Regions from separate parts of the Mus musculus genome. Here region 1 is linked to region 2. Evidence: chromatin contacts called from public HiChIP or PLAC-seq data. All regions are on one chromosome and are shown on one strand. The core of a region is the stretch at or near the end of the contact, and the rest is flanking DNA. Distances in the headings are between cores, read along the strand shown. Region 1 overlaps Ryr1 (ryanodine receptor 1, skeletal muscle). Region 2 holds the start of Gmfg (glia maturation factor, gamma).

What was found. HiChIP or PLAC-seq counts read pairs in DNA pulled down with a chosen protein or histone mark.
Region 1: an H3K4me3 HiChIP or PLAC-seq map of bone marrow-derived macrophages shows a contact between it and region 2, with 5 times the contacts expected there. The contact joins the enhancer-like site here to the promoter of Gmfg in region 2. A contact is called at or near these places in 1 of 39 promoter capture datasets (hippocampal neurons), 1 of 15 datasets of contacts at CTCF or cohesin (the NIH/3T3 cell line), 3 of 484 Hi-C or Micro-C datasets (cortical neurons, palatal mesenchyme and pro-B cells) and 3 of 115 datasets of contacts at active chromatin or transcription factors (the 230-238 cell line, bone marrow-derived macrophages and stem cell-derived neural progenitor cells).

Annotation. Positions count from the first base shown.
Region 1 is chr7:29,042,268-29,045,053 of GRCm38.p6, forward strand. Ryr1 (ryanodine receptor 1, skeletal muscle) reads right to left here. Exons shown (of 106, transcript NM_009109.2): 83 at 2,652-2,669; 84 at 1,582-1,662. Among named protein-coding and RNA genes, the nearest start is that of Gm38979, 14 kb to the left of the region's middle. Within about 2 kb of position 1,259, at least 67 of the 459 cell types and tissues checked have an H3K27ac peak or open chromatin away from gene starts, as enhancers often do. A contact at or near this core is called in bone marrow-derived macrophages, where this site is marked.
Region 2 is chr7:28,439,510-28,442,209 of GRCm38.p6, forward strand. It overlaps Gmfg (glia maturation factor, gamma), which reads left to right and starts at 1,428. Exons shown (of 7, transcript NM_001039192.2): 1 at 1,428-1,532; 2 at 1,925-2,021; 3 at 2,160-2,209. The coding sequence starts at 1,530.

The DNA.
Region 1 (2,786 bases), core at 9-2,508, 600 kb after region 2:
TCTAAGTGGTAAAGGTGTGTATATATGGCAGGGGACACTTCTTGTTCAGTGAGAAATCCTGTTTCAAGACTATAAGGCAGAGAGTAACAACAGAAGACACTTGATGCATGACAGTCACACGCATCACAGTCACACGCATCACAGTCACACACATCACAGTCACACACATCACAGTCACACGCATCACAGTCACACACATCACAGTCACACACATCACAGTCACACGCATCACAGTCACACGCATCACAGTCACACGCATCACAGTCACACGCATCACAGTCACACAGATCACACAGTCACACAGATCACAGTCACACGCATCACAGTCACACGCATCACAGTCACACGCATCACAGTCACACGCATCACAGTCACACGCATCACAGTCACACGCATCACAGTCACACGCATCACAGTCACACGCATCACAGTCACACAGTCACACACATCACACAGTCATACACACATTACAGTCACACACATCACACAGTCATACACACATTACAGTCACACAGATCACACAGTCACACACATCACACAGTCATACACACATCACAGGCACACACACACAGATCACACAGTCACACACATTACACAATCAGACAGTCAGACACAAACACACATCACACAGTGTCATAGATACACAGAAACCTCTCACAGACACACACACAAAGGCAGGCAGACAGACAGACAGACAGACAGACAGACACACACACACACACACACTTTCCCTCTGGGTGGTTTGTGGCTTTCTATGTACTGTGAACATTGTAAACACCACCTTGTGGCACTCGCTTGTCATGGGAAACAGCTTGCAGGGAAGGTTGGTTAGGCTTTAGGCTGCTCTTGGTTTCTGGGCTCCCTGGGCAGCCAGGCGGCTTGGACTCGTCCTGCCAGAGTATCTCAGCACAGGGACTGCAGGCCTCTGCCACCACGCCCGGCTTAACTGTCCCTTCAGCATAAGCTGTTCGAGCCGCACAGAGTTTAACGAGTGGGCTGCGTCACACTGGATTTTGTTAAATTGGCACAATGAAGGCAGAGCCTGCGAAATTTCTCACTTCTGCTACGAGAGGATCCGTACATCTCCTGGGAAAATGTTCTCTGTGATAAACAAATGAATAAATCAAATATATTCACTTTTAAGCGCCGAGCAATTGGTACGTCTGTGGACTCTGGCGTCCATCCTTTAGAGATGCTTTAGGGCTGCCAAATGCCCGTGGGAAAGCCGAGTGTGACGAATTGCCTATCTGGGGAAACTGGCCAAACTGGATTTTGGCAGACTGCCTTTGGGGAGTTAGTTGGACTGGCCAGAGGAAGTGAAAGTGAAGCTAAGTGGTTTGCTTCCAGAAATTTCAGAAGCCAGAGAAACTTGTGATTGTTATTTGTTATTTGGGTCTCCTGTGGCTTCACACTACCTATGTAACTAAGATGGCCTTGGGCCCCTGATCCCCATAGTAGAGCCGAAGGCTGGATGAGGTCTGCAGGGCTAGAGAAGTCATTGCTGCCGATAAGAGGAGGGATTGGAGTAATTTGGGTGACTTTTGGAAGCTCCGCCCCCACCCCGCCCACCCTCCTTCTCACCATTGTTGTGCCCCTCGCAGAGCAGCTGCAGGAAGCGGAACAGGTCCTGTGTGAACTCGTCATCCGCCATGACTTTCTCTCCTGGGTGGGAAGAAGGGGAGCCGGGAGGGGTCAGATGTGCCAGGACACAGCACACACATGCACACAACCCATGCACACTGCACAAGCATGCACAACGTAACGGGGGGGGGGGTGGGCTGGAAGGAGCAAGCAACACTTCAAAGACACTGTGAGGGCCACCGGCATCCAAGACACCAGCCTGTGAGCTCTGTAGATGGAGGCCTGAGGAGCTGGCCTCCTCATTGGCTCACGAAGCTAGGGCCTCAAGTGTCTTTTCACATCAGTGTCTCTCCGATGTCACCACTTGTGTGACATCTAGGAGTGACCCAGCAGACATTTAGCAGCTGGTATAACCCTGAGCCAGACTCCAGGCTGCAGGGGTTAATGGATTATAGGGGTTGGGGTCACTTGCACACAAGGCTCTGGGCAGGGGAGGGCTGGGCTGGGAAGAGACAGGGATTGAAAGCCAACCAACTGGCCCCAAAGCTTCAAAAGCAGCCAACCAGGGAAAAATAGAGGTGTGTCAACATGGTCCAATCAGAATAGACATCTGAAAGAAACCAATCACGGTGCGCTGTAAGGCTAGATTGGGAATGGGCCAATCAGAGCAGGCGCAGAGGGCACGCGCGGCACCAATCAGAGTGGTTGCCTCCAACAAGGACCACCAGACTAGGTTTGGGTCGCACAGCGCAGAGAGGGTGGGAACGGGGGAGGGCTCATCCCACCTTGGACTGGGAATCTGGGTCTGGAAGCCCCCAAAATATCCAGCTGAAAGGGGACCTTGACTGTCTTTTCAAACTTCTGTGTTTCATATGGGGGAAACTGAGGCTTACGTTAAATAAAACTTATGTCACCCACCTCTGAACTCGGGGAACCTTCCCTATGGGATCCACTGAAGGGGCCACCGCTCTGACCTCCCTGACTGTCCCAGATCCTCAGCCCCAGGGGGTATCAGGGGTTAGAAGGGGGTAAGGTGGGCGCAGCACAGCAATGGATGGCGGGGGAATTACCGTTTTGGCGATTGATGACTGGGGCAGCCAACAGGATGGGAGGAGGAAGCAGGAGAAAAGAGGAAAAAGAGACAGAGACGGACAGAAGTACAGCGACATGGGACAAAGACACACACACAGAGAGAAACAAGCATA
Region 2 (2,700 bases), core at 178-2,677:
TAACACTGGCTCTTCTGGAGTTCACTGTTGTCACCTAGGTTGGCCTCAGACTTGGCAATCCTGACTGCTGGAAGATATCTATATCTATCAATGTATATTATGTATTATGTTATATAATTAATAAACATTGCAATTATATTTAAATTGGGGGCTGGAGAGATGGCTCAGCAGTTAAGAGCACTGACTGCTCTTTCAGAGGTCCTGAGTTCAATTCCCAGCAACCACATGGTGGCTCACAGCCACCTATAATAAGATCTGATGCCCTCTTCTGGTGTGTTTGAAGACAGCTACAGTATACTCACATAAATAAAATAAATTTTAAAAATTTAAAAATTAAAAAAAAATTATATTTGAATTGTATAGATTTAATTAAATATATTTAGTTATATATTTATAATTATATTATATACACATATATAATAGTATATAGATGTATATATAAACATACATATTACATATATATACTTATTACATATACATACTTATTACACACACATGTATTACACACACATATATATATACATATAATAAGCTGTAACTGTTTGGGCCTTTTCTATGCCTACCCTTGCTCCCAAATAACACAGAGACCATTATATTTATTTAATAGCTTTGGCCTTAAGCTAGGCGTGTTCCCAAATAGCTTGTAACTCAATTATTCCATTTATACTAATCTAAGTTCTGCTATGTGACTTGTTACCTCTCCTCGGTTTCATACAGTCCATTTCCTCCATGTCTACCACGATTGATTCTTTTCCAGAGTTGCTTTCTCTGTCCAGAAGTCCCACCTTGCTCTTCTGCCTTTTGCTATAGGCCATAGGCTTTTTATTTTAACCTATCAGAGGACACCTGAGGTAGGCAAGGAAGGACAGAGACACATCTTGACACAGTATACAAAAACATCACTCCAACAATAGGCCACCATTTTCATGGTAGCATTTATTAATTTTTGAGACAGGGTTTCTCTATGTAGCCTGTCACTGCTCTAGAGGCAGTGGGACCTGGGAGAATGGAGTTAGTAGAATGGTTGAATTTAGCAGTGGGTGACAGCAAACTTTAATCCCAGCACTTGGGAGACAGAGACGGGCTGATCTTTGAGTTCAACGCCAGCCTGGTCTATAAGAGAGGACCTATACAGAGAGACCCTGTCTTGAAAAAACAAGAAAATAAAGAATAAACGTGTTTTCCACAGTACCAGACTTATTTCCTCTTTTTAGGCATCTCTATCTGGGAGATAGGTGAAGTTTTTTTCTCTTCACAGCAATCCCAGACCAGAGTTGCAAATTTAACTAGGGCCACAGTGAGGCAGTATTCGAACCCCCATCTTAGTGACTGAAAAGCCTCACAGGTTCTGACAGATGCAGGGAAGGAAGGAAGGGGAGGAGCCCTTTGTGACAGTTGTCCTAGGCTAGGCATAAACAGGATGTGGTGTTAGAGGAAAGCTTCCCCCTTTCATAGCCCATCCCTCTCAGCCTGGGGTCCCCACCCCTAGAAGACAGAGGAACTGAGAAGAGGCCTAAGGACAGAAAAACATGGTCAGAGGGCCTGGGTGACAAGGAAGGGTGAGGGGGCCGAGTTCAGGGTGACCTGGATGGAGGTCAGATGGGGGATGAAGGTCACAGGCAGGAAGGGAAGGGACCCAGTCTTGACAAAGCTTGGTCGTAGAGGTAGAGGCCTCAGGCAAGCAGATGCTTAGGTCTTTTGGAGTAATCCAAGGGAATCCTCCAGGAAGGTGGTACCTGGCCCCTGTGTGTCCCTCGGAGCTGAACTGTGTGTCTTAGTAACTGCCTCCCTATCCAGGTGTTTGCCAAAGGCCACTCATCTAGGCTAGTTTCAGCGTCTTCATTGACTTACGAAGATACTTGGGTCAGGAAAGGGGCCAGGTTAGAAGCTAAGCCGGCTCAGCTCTTCCCTGTCCCATTGGCAGTCGGACTCCCTGGTGGTGTGTGAAGTGGACCCGGAGCTAAAGGAAACATTGAGGAAATTTCGTTTCCGAAAAGAGACCAACAATGCCGCCATCATAAGTCAGTGACCTCTGCCCTCTCAAGGGTGGCACGGGGGGGGGGGCTGTCGGGGGGGGGGGAACAGCAAGGCAGGGAAGTCTGGGCTGGTGTCCCCTGGAATGGCGAGGGGTCTGTAATCTGTGTTCTATCCCTCCCCAGTGAAAGTGGACAAAGACCGGCAGATGGTGGTGCTGGAGGATGAACTCCAGGTGAGGGGCTGGGATTCTGGACATTCCAAATACAGGAAGATGTCTGGGGACAAAGTTGGGAGGGTGCGCCAGGGTTGGATCAGCTACCTCATAAACAGGGCACCGTGACACATGCTTTTCTAATGCTGGCACTCTAAGGGTGCAGAGAGAGGGACCAGGATTCAAGGTCATTCTTGGCTACAGTGTTAAGTTGGAGGCTAGCCTGGACTACACAAGACCCTGTATCAAAAAGCCAAATAAGGCTGGGTGTGGTGGCACTGACTTTTAATACCCCAATGCAAGAGATAGAAGCAGGCAGATTTCTCTGTGTGCTTGAGGCCAGCCTGGTCTACAGAGTGAGTTCGAGGGCAAAAAAAAGCCAGGTGCTTCAGTTAGGGTCACTATTGCTGTGATGAACCACTACGACCAAAAGCAAGTTAGGAAGAGAAGGGTTTATTTGGCTTACATAGCCTGAATCACAATCCACTGAGGAAAGTCAGGGCAGGAACTCA